5 separate regions of the Sus scrofa genome follow, and all the other regions are linked to region 2. A link is a contact called in public HiChIP or PLAC-seq and promoter capture Hi-C data. All regions are on one chromosome and are shown on one strand. The core of a region is the stretch at or near the end of the contact, and the rest is flanking DNA. Distances in the headings are between cores, read along the strand shown.

The links. Promoter capture Hi-C pulls out the DNA fragments that hold promoters and counts their contacts. HiChIP or PLAC-seq counts read pairs in DNA pulled down with a chosen protein or histone mark.
Region 1: an H3K27ac HiChIP or PLAC-seq map of skeletal muscle shows a contact between it and region 2. The contact joins the promoter of LOC106510200 here to the promoter of AHCYL1 in region 2. A contact is called at or near these places in 2 of 5 promoter capture datasets (fetal skeletal muscle and liver), 1 of 47 Hi-C or Micro-C datasets (embryonic fibroblasts) and 1 of 2 datasets of contacts at active chromatin or transcription factors (skeletal muscle).
Region 3: a contact with region 2 is called in an H3K27ac HiChIP or PLAC-seq map of alveolar macrophages. The contact joins the promoter of GNAI3 here to the promoter of AHCYL1 in region 2. A contact is called at or near these places in 1 of 5 promoter capture datasets (liver), 8 of 47 Hi-C or Micro-C datasets (alveolar macrophages, embryonic fibroblasts, fetal heart ventricle and 5 more) and 2 of 2 datasets of contacts at active chromatin or transcription factors (alveolar macrophages and skeletal muscle).
Region 4: a contact with region 2 is called in a promoter capture Hi-C map of liver, with 5 times the contacts expected there. The contact joins the promoter of AMPD2 here to the promoter of AHCYL1 in region 2. A contact is called at or near these places in 3 of 5 promoter capture datasets (fetal liver, fetal skeletal muscle and liver) and 2 of 2 datasets of contacts at active chromatin or transcription factors (alveolar macrophages and skeletal muscle).
Region 5: a promoter capture Hi-C map of fetal skeletal muscle shows a contact between it and region 2, with 5 times the contacts expected there. The contact joins the enhancer-like site here to the promoter of AHCYL1 in region 2. A contact is called at or near these places in 3 of 5 promoter capture datasets (fetal liver, fetal skeletal muscle and liver) and 5 of 47 Hi-C or Micro-C datasets (embryonic fibroblasts, fetal heart ventricle, retroperitoneal adipose tissue and 2 more).

The regions. Positions count from the first base shown.
Region 1 is chr4:110,412,151-110,414,850 of Sscrofa11.1, reverse strand. LOC106510200 (glutathione S-transferase Mu 1) reads left to right here and starts at 1,368. Exons shown (of 8, transcript XM_021090061.1): 1 at 1,368-1,527; 2 at 1,796-1,871; 3 at 2,291-2,355; 4 at 2,652-2,700. The coding sequence starts at 1,492.
Region 2 is chr4:110,131,457-110,134,156 of Sscrofa11.1, reverse strand. AHCYL1 (adenosylhomocysteinase like 1) reads left to right here and starts at 1,331. Exons shown (of 17, transcript NM_001201381.1): 1 at 1,331-1,728. The coding sequence starts at 1,609.
Region 3 is chr4:110,577,631-110,580,330 of Sscrofa11.1, reverse strand. It overlaps GNAI3 (G protein subunit alpha i3), which reads left to right and starts at 1,419. Exons shown (of 8, transcript NM_001123117.1): 1 at 1,419-1,536. The coding sequence starts at 1,419.
Region 4 is chr4:110,503,700-110,506,399 of Sscrofa11.1, reverse strand. It overlaps AMPD2 (AMP deaminase 2), which reads left to right and starts at 1,277. Exons shown (of 18, transcript XM_021090067.1): 1 at 1,277-1,748. The coding sequence starts at 1,739.
Region 5 is chr4:110,595,452-110,598,151 of Sscrofa11.1, reverse strand. No RefSeq gene overlaps it. Among named protein-coding and RNA genes, the nearest start is that of GNAI3, 18 kb to the right of the region's middle. Within about 2 kb of position 1,426, at least 27 of the 83 cell types and tissues checked have an H3K27ac peak or open chromatin away from gene starts, as enhancers often do. A contact at or near this core is called in fetal skeletal muscle and skeletal muscle, where this site is marked.

The DNA of each region.
Region 1 (2,700 bases), core at 119-2,618, 280 kb before region 2:
AAATATTTTGGCTTTGGGGACCATATGGTCTCTATCACAAGTGCTTACCCTTATCCCTGCAGTATGAAAGCAGCCACAGACCTACAAGAATGGATGGAGCTGTATTTCAACAGAACTTCAAAAACAGGGGGCTTAGTTTCCCGACTCCTGATTTAGGAACTCGAATTGAAAGGGCATAGCTTTATTCAAGCTTAAATCTTAGATTTCAGTGGTAAAAGATGATTACTTAAAAAAAATACACACTCCCTTTGTGTCAGTGGGTTAAGGCCCCAACTAGTATCCATGAGGACACAGGTTTGATCCCTGGCCTTGCTCAGTAGGTTAAGGATCTGGCGTTGCTGTGAGCCGTGGTGTAGGTCATAGACTCGGCTTGGATCTGGTGTTAGTTGGCTGTGGTGCACACCGGCAGCTGCAGCTCTGATTCGGCCCCTAGCCTGGGAACCTCCATATGCTGCAGGTGCAGCCCTAAAAAACAAAAAGCAAAAAAGCAAAAAACATAAAGAAAACAAGAAGAACAAATTAATGCAGTCCTTAAAACAGGAGGTAATCCATACAAAGACTGCAATTAAAGAGTAAACAATTTGTTGGAATGGGAAATTTTTCTAATTACTGGTGTTTCTTCTTTTCCATATTTTTCCTTTTGAACTTAGTTCCTTTCTAATGTCTTGCAGTCTTAGTTTGTCTATAGTTTTTATCAAAAATATTACAGGCCGGTGGAAAAATGTTGTCCAATATACAACTTGGCAGTCTCTTGTCAATGGTTATTTTTATTATTTCAGGTTAAAAATGTTTTCTCTATCCTGGATATCCTTAGCTTACACAGACGATATTTATGGCTAAAGAAATTAACAAGCTGGGGAGTTCCCTCGTGGTGCAGTGGAAAAAATCCGACTAGGAACCATGAGGTTGTGGGTTTGATCCCTGGCCTTGCTCAGTGGGTTAAGGATCCGGCTTTGCTGTGAGCTGTGGTGTGGATCGCAGATGCGGCTCGGATTCCACGTTGCTGTGGCTCTGGCGTAGGCGGTGGCTTGAGGGGCACCACTCTTGGTTTTCACTCGGCAGTCAGAGCCTCCCAGAGCCCGTGGGAACTCTGCAACCCAGGGTTAAAACGGAGCTTGGCCAGCGAGTGGAGGGGAGGTGGGGAGCCTTGGTGGTGTCAGGATTCAAGCCGGTTTTCCGGGGTCACTGCCAGTGTCCCGGACTTCAGAGGTCCATCAGGGGTGGGAAGCAGGCGAGCTTGAGCCAGGTGCCTGGTTTCCTCCAGGTGCCCGAACTTGCCCCTGAAGTTGCAGCTGCTGGGAGGGGCGGGTGCTCCTGGGAGGCTTCCCTGGGGCAGCGCGGAGGGAGGCCCTGGGGGCGGGGCCGACGAGGGGCGGGGCCGAGGAGGGGGCGGGAGTTTCCTGTCTCCTTTCACCAGCGAGCGGGTCAGGGGAGAAATTTCCAGGGCAGCTTCCCTGCAGCCTCTCCCTTCGGAGCTCAGACAGCAGCAACATGACGATGATCCTCGGTTACTGGGACATCCGCGGGGTGAGGGAGGGACCACTGGGGCGGATGGGGAGGAAGCTGGCAGGTGGGAAATGCGCGGCTGGGGAAATGCTGCGCAGCTGGGAGCCTGTTCTACCAGGAGCTTCTGTGGGTCCTGCTGCAGGGGAGCCCCTTCCCTCAGCCTGAGCTGCTTAGGGGTAGCTGTGGGTGGGTGGGGAGGGCGGCTGGGGTGTCGGGGAGGTGACCTGGAACTGAGAAAGGTTTGCAGTGGGAGCTCGCCTCTGACCTCTGTCATGACAATCTCTCCCAGCTGGCCCACGCCATCCGCCTGCTCCTGGAGTACACAGACTCCAGCTACGAGGAGAAGAAGTACACGATGGGGGACGGTAATGGCATCCTGTTCTGTTCAGGTCGTGCTGATTTGGGCCAGGCATGCCATGTCCTGACCCCTGTGGCCCGCCTCTGTCAGGCTCCACCAGCTTCCACAGGGGTCTGCCCTTTCCCAAACCCTTTGGGGGTGCAGCTGGCCACCAAGGCAGGACGTGAGAGTCCATGGCTGGGTGCCTGTACCAGCCCTGGGCATGGGTTCCCCTAAGAGGTTGCCCAGGTGCTTAGTAAGCCTTACTCGTGTAGCTTCCAAATCCTCCTAAGTGCATTTTCCCCCAGAGCTGCCATGGGAGTCTTAGTGGTTCAGATGCCAGATCCACCTGTTCCAGGAGGTCTTGCCTCTGACCCCGTGGCAGGTCCCCATGAGGGAGGGCTGGTGTGTGGGGAGGGTTGTTTCACTGCATCTCCTTTCCCACAGCTCCCGACTATGACAGAAGCCAGTGGCTGAGTGACAAATTCAAGCTGGGCCTGGACTTCCCCAATGTAGGTGTGGGGGCTGGGTTGCCGTGGGGGAGAGTGGACGGTGTCTCTCTCCAGCTCCTTTGCCAGCTTAGCGGTCTCAGGGTCTGGTGCCTTGTGCTCACGGTCTCAGCTCCTGGTGCTCTTCGCCGTCTTTCCATGATGCTCTGGTCCCAGCTCCTCCCTTCGTGTTTCGGTAGATAGTGGAGTGGCTCCCATGGGCCAGGCTGTGTGAGTGCCAGGTGTCACCTGTGCCCTTGCTGAAGGGAGGGTGCAGGGGAGGCAGTTGGTCCGAGCACCTGTGCCTGTTGTTCTTGCAGCTGCCCTACTTAATTGACGGGGCTCACAAGCTGACCCAGAGCAACGCCA
Region 2 (2,700 bases), core at 82-2,581:
TAGTGAACTGAGGTTTGGCGCTTGCCGTCATCCTCTACATGGATTACAGCTGCTGACCCGAAGCACCCTCTGAGCGGAGCTCAGGGTGGAGATCAGGAGTGAGGCACTCTGGGAAAACTGGAAGAACAGGTCTTCAGATACATTATTTTTAGGAGAAGATTTTATGTGCCTAATTCTTGCACCTCCTCGTATCTGGAAAAACTCTAAAATCCTTCAGGGTGGTGTCTGCTCCTTGGGACTAGTAGTGACCTTCAAGAGGCCAGCAAGAAACTTGTGTAAATGTGTGTGCATGGCCGTATGCACCTCCCCCTTCACCTTAATTGCATATATCCTGCTATTCTCCCTTTCCCCTTCTGAAATACCACCCACCCCACGCCCCACCAGGCTGTACTTCAGTGGACAGAAGAAGAGATGTCACAGTGACCTGTGAAGAATGCAGCCACCTCTAGTAGTCACCTCCAAGGGTGAGCTGGTGAGCCCCCAAGGGCTATGAAAACTCAGGATACTGGGCCCCTAAAGCTGAGGTGCATATCAAGGGCATGATTTCAGTGAGCCCAGACTACTTTTGTTCCTGCAATCTGCTCTTTGTAGCAAAAACGCCTATATATCTCACCTAGCTCCCCCCTCACCTCCTTAGAGCGGTTTCTCAGGGCTACCTGAGATGCTGTCCCCGGGGCTTACGTCTGAATTTTGCCCCAAATAAAACTTAACTCTCAACTTTCAGGCTGAGCATTTTTTTTAAGTCGACAAGGTCTTGTAAACAAGCAAGGCCCAGGAGAGACCGGGGCAGGCGAGGTCACAAAGGGCGGTGAAGACACCACACTGCTCTGGGGACCCTTCTGGCCACCCTTAAAGTCTCAAAGTAGCAGCCCCTTGAAAAGGGGCTTGTGGTTCAAAGGGCCTGGGTGGGAGCAGTGAGTGAGTGGGCTACAGCTCGGGCCCCAGAAGTTTCCTAGGACTGGCTCTAGGCTGTGTACTGCAAGGCTCTGGTCCTTGCTCCCAAGCATCCCTCACCCTTCTGAGGCCTTGCCTGGGATCCCGCGCCCTCCAAAGACCCCGCCTCACACACCCCGCCGCCTGTTCCTCGGCATCCTTGCAGGAACCACGCGCCACTCACAGGGCGGATGGCGCCACCTGGCGACGCGAAGGGTCCAGCTCCCCGCAGAAGCTTCATCACCCGCGAGCTAGGAGGAAAGGGCTGGCTTCTGGCGGCCCAGTCCAAAGTGGTGACGTCATGACAGAGCGCCGTTTCTCCACGCCTCTCCCCCGCCCGCCTGGAGCTGCCAGTACCCGACGTGGCGTCACCGCCCTCTACCCTTACTTTGCGTGCGTATTTGCGTGCGGCGGAGGTGGCGGCGCGGGCTGGTCGGAGCTCCGGGTTGCTGATTCTGGCGCTCCTGTGGCCGCCGTAGCAGTCCCGCTGCCTTGGACCGCCGAGCCGACGAGGCGCCGGCTCCAGCACCTCGGCACCGGCCGCAGCTCGGCGCGGGGCCCGGCGGGAGGGTGGGCGAGCGCGTGTCCGAGGGCGCCGCGCGGGCGGGCGGGCGGGCGCCCGTGAGGGAAAGAGGCGGGGGTGGTGGGGCAGCCGCGGGCCGGGCCGGCCGGGGGATGTCGATGCCTGACGCGATGCCGCTGCCCGGTGTCGGGGAGGAGCTGAAGCAGGCCAAGGAGATCGAGGACGCCGAGAAGTACTCCTTCATGGCCACCGTCACCAAGGCGCCCAAGAAGGTGCGGGGGCTCTGGGTGGCGGCGGGGGTACGGGCGGGGGCCTCGCGGAAGGGGCGCGAGCGAGCCCCGAGTCCGGGCTCCAGCAAGTTCGGGACTTCAGGGGCGAGGTTTGAGGGACCCGGGACGGCGGAGGTCGTGTAAGGGGTGGCGGGTGAGCGGCCCCAGGCCTATCCCCAGCTGGAAAGGCCGCCCCTGACCTCACTTTCCTTTGTCCCTCGGCCCTAATCCTTCGGGATCTTTTCGAAACCCGGCAGGGCCGGGCCTTAAATTTGCGGCTGACTTTTCTTGGCTGAAGGGCCTCGGAGACGGGACTGGGAGGGGGTGAACCAATTCAGTTGACCCCGGTGACCAGCCCCAGGGGATGAGAGTGTACGGGAAATCTCCCGTCAAGTGAGTGGGTAAATCTGATAGTGTTTCTTTGGGCACATCTTTGGGAGCTGTGGTCGGTTTATCCAACAACTACGTGTGATCTTGGAGGCAAGATGAAAAAATGCGTGGAGCTAGCTCTTGTATGCAGGTGAAAACTGTGAGGGCAAATTGAAATTGAAAAGAAAACTTTGATTTTCATCTTCTGTGGTCATCGAGTTGCTTCGACGTATGTAAGAAATTAACATTTGGAGGTTGGTGATAGACACTGTCATGGATACAGGTTGATCGTAGAGTCATGCCCATAGATCACTGAGACATCCCTAAAGAAAGGAGCCTGGGTGGGTTGGAGGGGTGGGAGGTAAGGAACGATTGCTCATTCTTAACTGCACTTAGGAGGCAGAACAAGTTTAGTCTCTTGTGCTGTGGGTTGAGCTCTAAGGACGTCTTTCGCATTCTCTTTTCGTGGAAGATTAAATGGCAACCTTTGGAGGTTTGAATCTAACCAACTCTCTGAGCGGCTGAATTAGGATCCCTAGTACTTTCTGAGCATTGCTGCCGAATAGTCCTTGACCTTCTGCATACCTGGCACGCAGTTAACCCTAG
Region 3 (2,700 bases), core at 170-2,669, 450 kb before region 2:
ATGGAAACGCAGTCCCTTTTATTCTAGCAGTCACTTAGAAAAGAGTAGGAGACTTAGAACTTGGAAGATCTGTTCTTGATGTATGATGGTAGATGAGGCTGTTTAGGTTGGCTCTCAAGAAATCCCTCTGAGGGTCAACAGTCACTATATAGACCTTTCTGTTGGGACCTAATATTCTAAGGTTTAGATTCTATTAAGGAAATAGTTTTTAATTTCAGGGAAAGACTTGGAGGCTACAAGAATTCCTCTCCCTAGACTATACGGTGAGAGAATTTGCAGGCTATTTGGAAATGAAGGTAATTAAGGGACACTTTCACTGTAGTATCCAGGATTATGGATAAAAAGTCTGGGGCTTTCACAGGGGATTTATCAACTTTCAGGTGATGCTATAGCCGAGAGACAAATTTTACTAGAACTTCGCTTTTCTTGTGTTACCACAACAGGAAGTTTTAGGAGATTTATAGGATGTACTGGTTTTGGGTGTGGGACTTTGATTGACTAATCTTGGTAGACGTCCTAACCCCTAATGCAGGACGATCTGTGAGCGCTAACACTGGCTTGCCTTGGGGAAAGGTAACGCGGGAATTTTCTGGAGCAACTACACTCTTTATCTTTCAGGTAATTTAAGATCTGTTAGCGATTTCACGTGGCCCTTTGCCAACATAGTAGCTGGGCAACTCTCAAGCCCACAGGGTACAGCTAAGAGAAGGAGGCGGTGGGCCAGAGGGCAGAAAGGGATCCATGAAGTCCCAACCATGGCCGATCTTACTTATTTCAGATGTGGAGCGTGGCCAGGGTCCAGACATAATTCTCACCCTAGCGATCTGGCTGAGACAACCCTGGCAGAGAAAGTGTTCTACACTTGGGCAGGGGCCCCAGATCGTCACAGCCAGAGTTCAGATGGGCTTTCTGGCCAGTGAGAAATTCCCAGCAGAAATTCCCGTGCGGGCTGTGGGCAATTATTTGGGAAGTCCCACCCCCCCAAGCCAATCTGAAGCTGGCTATGTGACCTCGGGAGGATGCCTTGAGCTGGAGCAACCAGTCCCTGGCTTTTCTGCATTTATCCAAACAAGGCAGCCGAAAAAAAAGGTGAAAGGGGACTAAGGTCGAGCGGAGCCCGGGGGAGCTCGAGAGAGCCTCCCCACTTCACCAGAATCGCCGACCGCCCTCCCAACCCTCTCTCTGTACTTCCGCTTTCGGTTGTGCCTCCCCTACCCCAGCCAGAAAGGTCCGCGCAGCAACGGCGCGGGGCGTCGCCGGAAGTGTCGTGAAACTCCGGATATCCGGTTCCTTCGGGCGCTCCGGGGGCTGACGGAGAGGGCCGCCGCCCAGCAGTAGACGCTGTCTCAGCCGGCCGAGCCGCAGTCTCCGCGGTGTGTTAAGTGAGCCCCGGCCCGGTCCCCACTCCCGCCGCCGCCATGGGCTGCACGTTGAGCGCCGAAGACAAGGCGGCGGTGGAACGGAGCAAGATGATCGACCGCAACTTGCGGGAGGATGGGGAGAAAGCGGCGAAAGAAGTGAAGCTGCTGCTACTTGGTGAGGAGCTGGGGGCGGGGCTGGCGGAGGTTTCGGGAGGGCCCAGGCACTCGGGAGCCCTGAGCCGGGAGCCCTGAGCCGGGGTCAGACCGGGCCCTCGGAAAGGACCCCGAAGGGTCTGGAGGCAGTGACGGGCTCAAGGCGGGGTGTGGGGCTGGTGGCTGAGGCCTCGGGCGGGCTTGATGAGAGGTGGGGTTTTGAGGTGTTTGAAATTAGGCGAGAGGGTGCGACTCCATGCTGTAATTGCGTTTAGCGGAGAGAGCTTGGGAATATGGTCCAGTAGGACATTGAGACTTTATTAGGAATATGGGAAGAGCTCAGATTAGGGAAGGTTTTGCAAGTGAGGGGTTGGAATGAGTTGGTAGCAAGGAGGGTGGGAGAGGGTGTTGGGCTTGTATAATGGCTTGCGAGTGTGCATGCAGCATGGTGATACTTTGTGACAGGATAGAGCTGGGAGGCTTGAGTGGTTAATAGAAATAGAGGGGCCGAGACAGCGGTTCCGGAGGACCTTGCCATTTATTAGAGTGGGCATTTTGAACTGTCTGGAAGGCGAAGGAACCCCGGGTTATCCAGGAACACGAAGATGTGTAGTTGAGGTAAATGACAGGTTCTAGGGTATAAAGGAAAAGAATTCGGGTGCAGAGGCTGTGTGTACTTATCCACCTTTTTCTGTGATATTTATTCTCTTAAGGTTTTATAACTCCTTGCCTTGTTTTCATAAGGGGGAGGTGGTGTGAGCTGAGGAAATTTATGTCCTGGTTTGTTTGAGGTTTGTGGCATAAGATGTAATGGTGTCAATAGATTACACAGTGGAAGTTTCTGAATAGTTACTAAGAATGATGGGCAGTGGGAATGCAGTTATCTAAAAATAAATTGTGGAATTGGACATACTTACTGTTAAAAGTGTGACAGCGACAGACCTGTACTTTTTTTGTTTTTTTCAAACTAAAAATAATTGGCTTCAGAAGTTCCCGCCATAGCGCAGTGGAAAGGAATCCGACTAGGAACCATAAGGTTGTGGGTTCGATCCCTGGCCTTGCTCAGTGGGTTAAGGATCTGGTGTTGCTGTGGCTCTGGCCGTAGGCCAGTAGCAACAGCTTGGATTGGACCCCTAGCCTGGGAACCTCCATATGCCGCAGGTCTGGCCCTAAAAAGATAAAAATT
Region 4 (2,700 bases), core at 28-2,527, 370 kb before region 2:
CCAAAGGCAATAGTTTGCATCTATTAACCCCAGACTCCCAGTCCATCCCACTCCCTCCTCCCTCTTGGCAACGTTTTTTTTCCTTTAATCTTTGCTAATTTGATGGGTAAACATGGTATCTTCTTGTTCTATTTTTGGTTTTATTGCTTCTTTGTGGGGTGAACTCCCTCCGTCCCTTTGCTTATGGAGGCCATGGCTTTTCCGGTTTGTTCTGGGTGAGGAGCAGGAGGTAGGGATCAATGGAGGCAGAACCATATGTAGGGAGAGAACAGGGTTCAGGGTTCACAATCCAGCCTGGAGAGGAGTGGGGGAGGCAGAGTTTGGGAGGGAATTTGGCTGTGGAGGTGGTGAGAACTGGGAGGAGCTGGGCAAACAGCATTAGTACAAGTGGGCGTGTGGGGTCAAAGGGCTCCCACGAGGCAAAGAGATCAGGAAAAGAGAAATTGCTGCTAATATGCTTAATTATGTCCAGAGACCTTATCAGGCCTTCTCCCCGCTGCAGCCGCCGCCCCACTGGCCCCCAGCTTTCCTTTAGGTAGGATCCTCTGCCACTTGTGAGTAGGGGTGCTGGTTGGGCGAGGTATCTGCAGTTCTTTACCGGCTGCAAGGTGAATGAACCGTGAGAGTGGCAACAGGGGACCAAGGCCAAGGACAGATCCATGATAACTATCATTAACTTAGTGGTAATTACAAGCCAAGCACTGTTCTAAGCACTTCACTTCTATTCATTTATCCTAAAAACAACCATCTAAAGCAGGGTCTCTCACACTCTTCTTACAGAGAAAATGAAAGCACAGAGAAGTTAATAACATCCCAGCGGCAGTCAGGAAGGAGTCTGGAATTGAACCCAGGCATTCTGGCTACAGAACCTACGCTCTCAACCAATAAATATAGAAATAAATGTGGGAAAGGGAGCCAGAATTGCAGGGCCCCCCCTGCCTAGCTCCGCCTGCCTGTGTAAGAAAACCGACGACCTAGATTAAGAACGCCGGCTAGGGCCTCTGCTAAAAGAGAATCCCAGAACAATAATAAGAGCTATCTTTTATTGGGCTCTGGCTTTGTGCCAGGCACCGTGCAAAGGTGTTTTAACGTTTAATCCTCACAATAACCCTTTTGAATGAGGCACCGCGATTACCCCATCTGATTTTACGGGTGAGGAAGCTGACGCACAGAACTTGCCCAAGACGCTGCCGGGCCGATGCCGAGTGGCTGCTGCCCACGTGGCTCCGGGAAGAGGAAAAAGGGCGGGGGCGGGGCCGGCTGGCGGGGGCGGGTCGGAAAGGGGCGGGGCCACGGACCCGGCGGGGCCGCAGAGACGCGCGCCGGCGCTGGCGAGGTTTCGGTGGGGTCACACTTGTTGCGTGACTCCCCCACAGTGCAGCTACCGGAGTCCGACCCCGCATACCCAGAAAGTGTGGAGAGAAACCCAGACGAGTTCCGGGTCCCGCTCTCTGGGGAGCACGTGGCCTGCCTGCCTCTCGAGTGCGGGGCCCGGGGGTGGGACTCCGGGGTCTCTAAGGCCGGTGCCGCGGCCCAGGTCGGCAGGGATCTGCCTCCCACCTGCCGGCAATTTTGAAGGACTGCTTTACTCCTTCCATCTTAGTGCCAGGGCAGGGGTCCTTAGAGCGACTTGGCGGGGTCTGGACCCCAGCCCTCTTCCCTTTCCTCGCCACCTGGCTTCCCGGCGGTGTAGACCCTGGCGAGCAGACTCCCCGGTACCGCACAGGGCTCGAGCAGCATGGCCTCAGGTGAGTGGGGTGTGGGGGGCAGGGTCTCTGGGACAGAGAAGAGCAGTGGTCAGAGTGACAAGAGGGTGGGCACAACCTGCAGACCTAGGGGAGGCAGCCAGCTTCTCCTGGGGGAGGGCCTGGACAGCAGAGCCTGAGCGTGGAAAGACAGAAGGGAAAGTCAGAAGCGGCTGGGGTCTCTTTACCAGACCCCCAGAAGCCCTTGCTTCGCAGCCTTCCTGCCTTCCTACAGGGTAGCTTCTGCTGGACAGTGGAATTTTCCTAAGACAGGCTCCTCCCTGCTGGGCTGGGATTCTCAGTTCGACCTCATCCTCCCAGAGGTGGGCTGGCCCTTTGGCCGGGTGGGGTGTGTGTGTGTGTGTGTGTCAGAGGATATGAGAGGACTCTGCTCCCAGAGGGGCTGGGTCTTCATAGAGTCCGCCTGCTCAGAAAGTGTTCTGAGCTTGGGGACCCCTCTTTATCATTATTTTTTTCTCCCAGGCTGGCTGGACCAGTTAGCCTGGACTTTGACTCTTTTGCTCCAGAGCCCTGGCAAGGGACAAGGGCTCGGATGGGGTTGGTGGAGTGCTAGGGCTGGCCCTGCCCCATCTCGTTGCCTCACCTCCACTCCGCAGGCCCAGCTATCCTCAGTCACGTCACTCTGTCACTCTGGGGACTGAGGAGAGGAGGGGATGGAGGCCCCCCCGCCCCCGAGGTTGCCTAGACAACATCAGAAATCGTGGCCAGGGCCTCTTCCGCTGGCGGGGCCTCTGCTTCCTGCATCAGTCACTCCCGCTGGGGGCGGGGCAGAGAAAGGGGTTGGATGTGGCAGAGCCAGGCCCAGCTGGTGCGGCTCAGACTCCCCCCGCCATCTCCGCGGCTGGAGCCATGGCATCCTATTCATCTGGCCCCGGCAAACCCACTGCCAAATATCCCTTTAAGAAGCGGGCCAGCCTGCAGGTTTCCTCTGCAG
Region 5 (2,700 bases), core at 177-2,676, 460 kb before region 2:
TGAGAGACGGGGCCATCAGGGCAGAGAGAGAAGGAGGGATGCAAGAAACAGGACCAAGCCTGTGCTGGGCAGGGTCAGGTCCCAGGGTCGGATCAGGTGCCCCACTGGGAAAGCTGAAGTGCTGGGCAGAGTGTGTCCACAGGAGTCAGGAGAGACTGCCTGGGATCACAGAGGCACAGCGAACAGAACTGGTCTGAAGGGATGGGGGCGGAGCGGGGAGTCCAGAGATGGGAAGGTGGGGGGGGGTACCCTCCCCGAGAATTGAGGCTGCGGGCTCTGCTTTCTGGGGGTGAGGGTATGGGGCGGAAGGAGACGTCAGAGCTAGGTGGGGAGAATGAGAGAAGGTGACTGTTGGGGGTCTGGAGTGAAAAGGCCAGAGGGGAGCGGTCTAGGCTTTCTGCAGCCTCCACTTTGCGGCTGTCCGATCTGGCCCCGGGCTTTTTGGGTTGCTTGGGCCTGGGTGGGGACATCATTCAGCCAGCCTGCAGCTCTCCTACCATCCACACAGTGGCACACAGACCAGTCAGAAGGAGCCACTTAGCAGGGTCGTTCCAGGACCCAGCTGACCCTGGTCATTCCTTCCTGGGCCTCTTCCCAGGGCTGGGACTGAATCTCGTTCTGTGATTCCCAGGGGAACGAGCTGGTTTGCAGGGAGCAGAAGGACCCACTGCTATTTCCTGCACCCACCCCCTGCTCCTAGGCCCTGAATCTCCCAAGCTGTCAGGGCCCTGGAGAGAGAAGCCACTTGAGGACAGCAGCTATGACTCAGACTCAAAAGCTAGAGCTGCAGAGGACCTTAGCGTCTACACACCTCGTCCAACTCGCATTTGGAGCTGAGGCGAGGAGAGGGGTGGAGAGAGGCCCCAAATGCACTGCTCACTCACGCAGATGCAGCCTCTGGACTCTGAGTGCAGTGCTCCTAGGATGCCAGCCTGATGGTCTCGTCCTCACCACCTCCTAGGAATATGAGGGGTTTTCTCTTGGGAGCCTTGGTCCTCCAAGCTGAGACTGTGGGAGGTCAAAAAGGAGAAAAATCAGGGCCCCTAGGCCCCAAGTCCTCCAGGAGCGTAAACGGGCTTGGGGTTTGGAAGTGAGAAACCTCTACCTGGAAACTGCAGTTGACTCGTTGCAGCTCCGTGGCCAACACTGCCCCCTTGTGGCTTCTGGCTGTCAGGGCGGCCTAGAAGCGCTGCAGTGGAGCAGTTGCGGTGTTCCCTTCCCCCCGGGTCCTCACCATCAAGGGTCCCCTGCTCTCAGGGCTGATTTAGAGCATCCAGGGCTACCCTTCCAGGCTAGGCCATCAGAGAGGCCAAGCTTTCACACATCATTCTCCAATAGGACCCTCAGTTAGGCGGACAAGGGGCTGATCATATCTTGTGCCTCTTCTCCTCCCCCCAGCCCCGCCTCCGCCCCCGCGCCACTCATAAGCCATCTCTCCACCCCTAAGGGGCCCTGGGTCTGGGAGCCTGGCCCTTCCTGGGACATATGGGTATGAGAGCTGAATTGGGGTGTTCTGTTTTTAAGTGAGTCTGAAATGCAGGGAGAGGACTTTGAAAAAAAATGTTTGGGTAAAAGGCCATAGGGCACGTATCCTTGTGTCCAGCTGTGCCTGGCCTGGAGAAGGAAGGGTCAGGTTCCCCTAGGGCTCAGTTGAGCTGGCAGGGCTGAGTTAACAGCGCTTAGTGGGAACTAACCCAGAGATGTAGAGCAGGGGCGCCCCCTTGAGTCAGGGACCAGGAACTGCTGGGAGTGCTCTGTGGACCCCAAATAGGGAAACCGGACCTGGCGAGCTCGTTGTTCTTAGGTCAGAGCCCAGGAACCGGTGGTGAGGGGGGCAGTGCTGGAATGAGCAGCTGGGTGGTCCAGGGTGTCCTGTCGCTACCGATCAGGCTGGGCAGCTTCTTACGACACCATGAGTCTGAAAGGGCGATTTCCCGGCACTCGTTTCCACTCTACCCTTTGCCTCCCCTACAGAAGGGACGTGCAGGTCACGCGTCGCCCCGGACGCATGAGCACCATCTGGTCCGTACATCGCTTCATCTCTGAGGTCCCTTTCCTCTGTGTTCAGTCTGTCGTGTATTCACAGGCCCTATCTCTTGGATGGCCTACGTGTTTTTTCTCCTCTCTTTAGGCCTGGGTTTCTCAGGAAAATTCAAGCCTTGAATTCACCCTGGAACTTGTGGGTTCAAAAAATACTTAACTGACTCACTAAAAGACTGGAGATGGGCACACCTGTGAACCTGCATGTCCCTGCTCAAAATGCTGATCTCTGCTAACTTTTCAGCCTGGCTGATCAGGCCCTCACGGTCCAGCCAATCTCCTTCTCTGGTCTCACTGCTTCCCTACACACAGATTATTTTTCAGTCTGACTGGACAACTCGCTGTGCCCTGATCCTCCATAAACCTGCCTGTCTCCGGGTTTTGGCTACATCAGCTCCTTCACCTGAACTCTTCTCCTTCCCGCCTCTTTCAGCTACAGTGTAAATCCTACCCCTCCTTTAAGACCCATGCCACTTCCTTCATGAAGCCTTCCCAGATTTCCCAAGGAAGTGGGTTCACTTTTTCCTTTGAATCTCCAAGGCCTTTTGACTCTTCTTTGAGGCTTATAACCTGCTTTGTCTCCATTTTAGATTGTTAGCACAAAGAGGGCAATGTTTGTATTTGTTTCACTTTTGTGTTTCCCCCCCCCCCCGCCCCAAG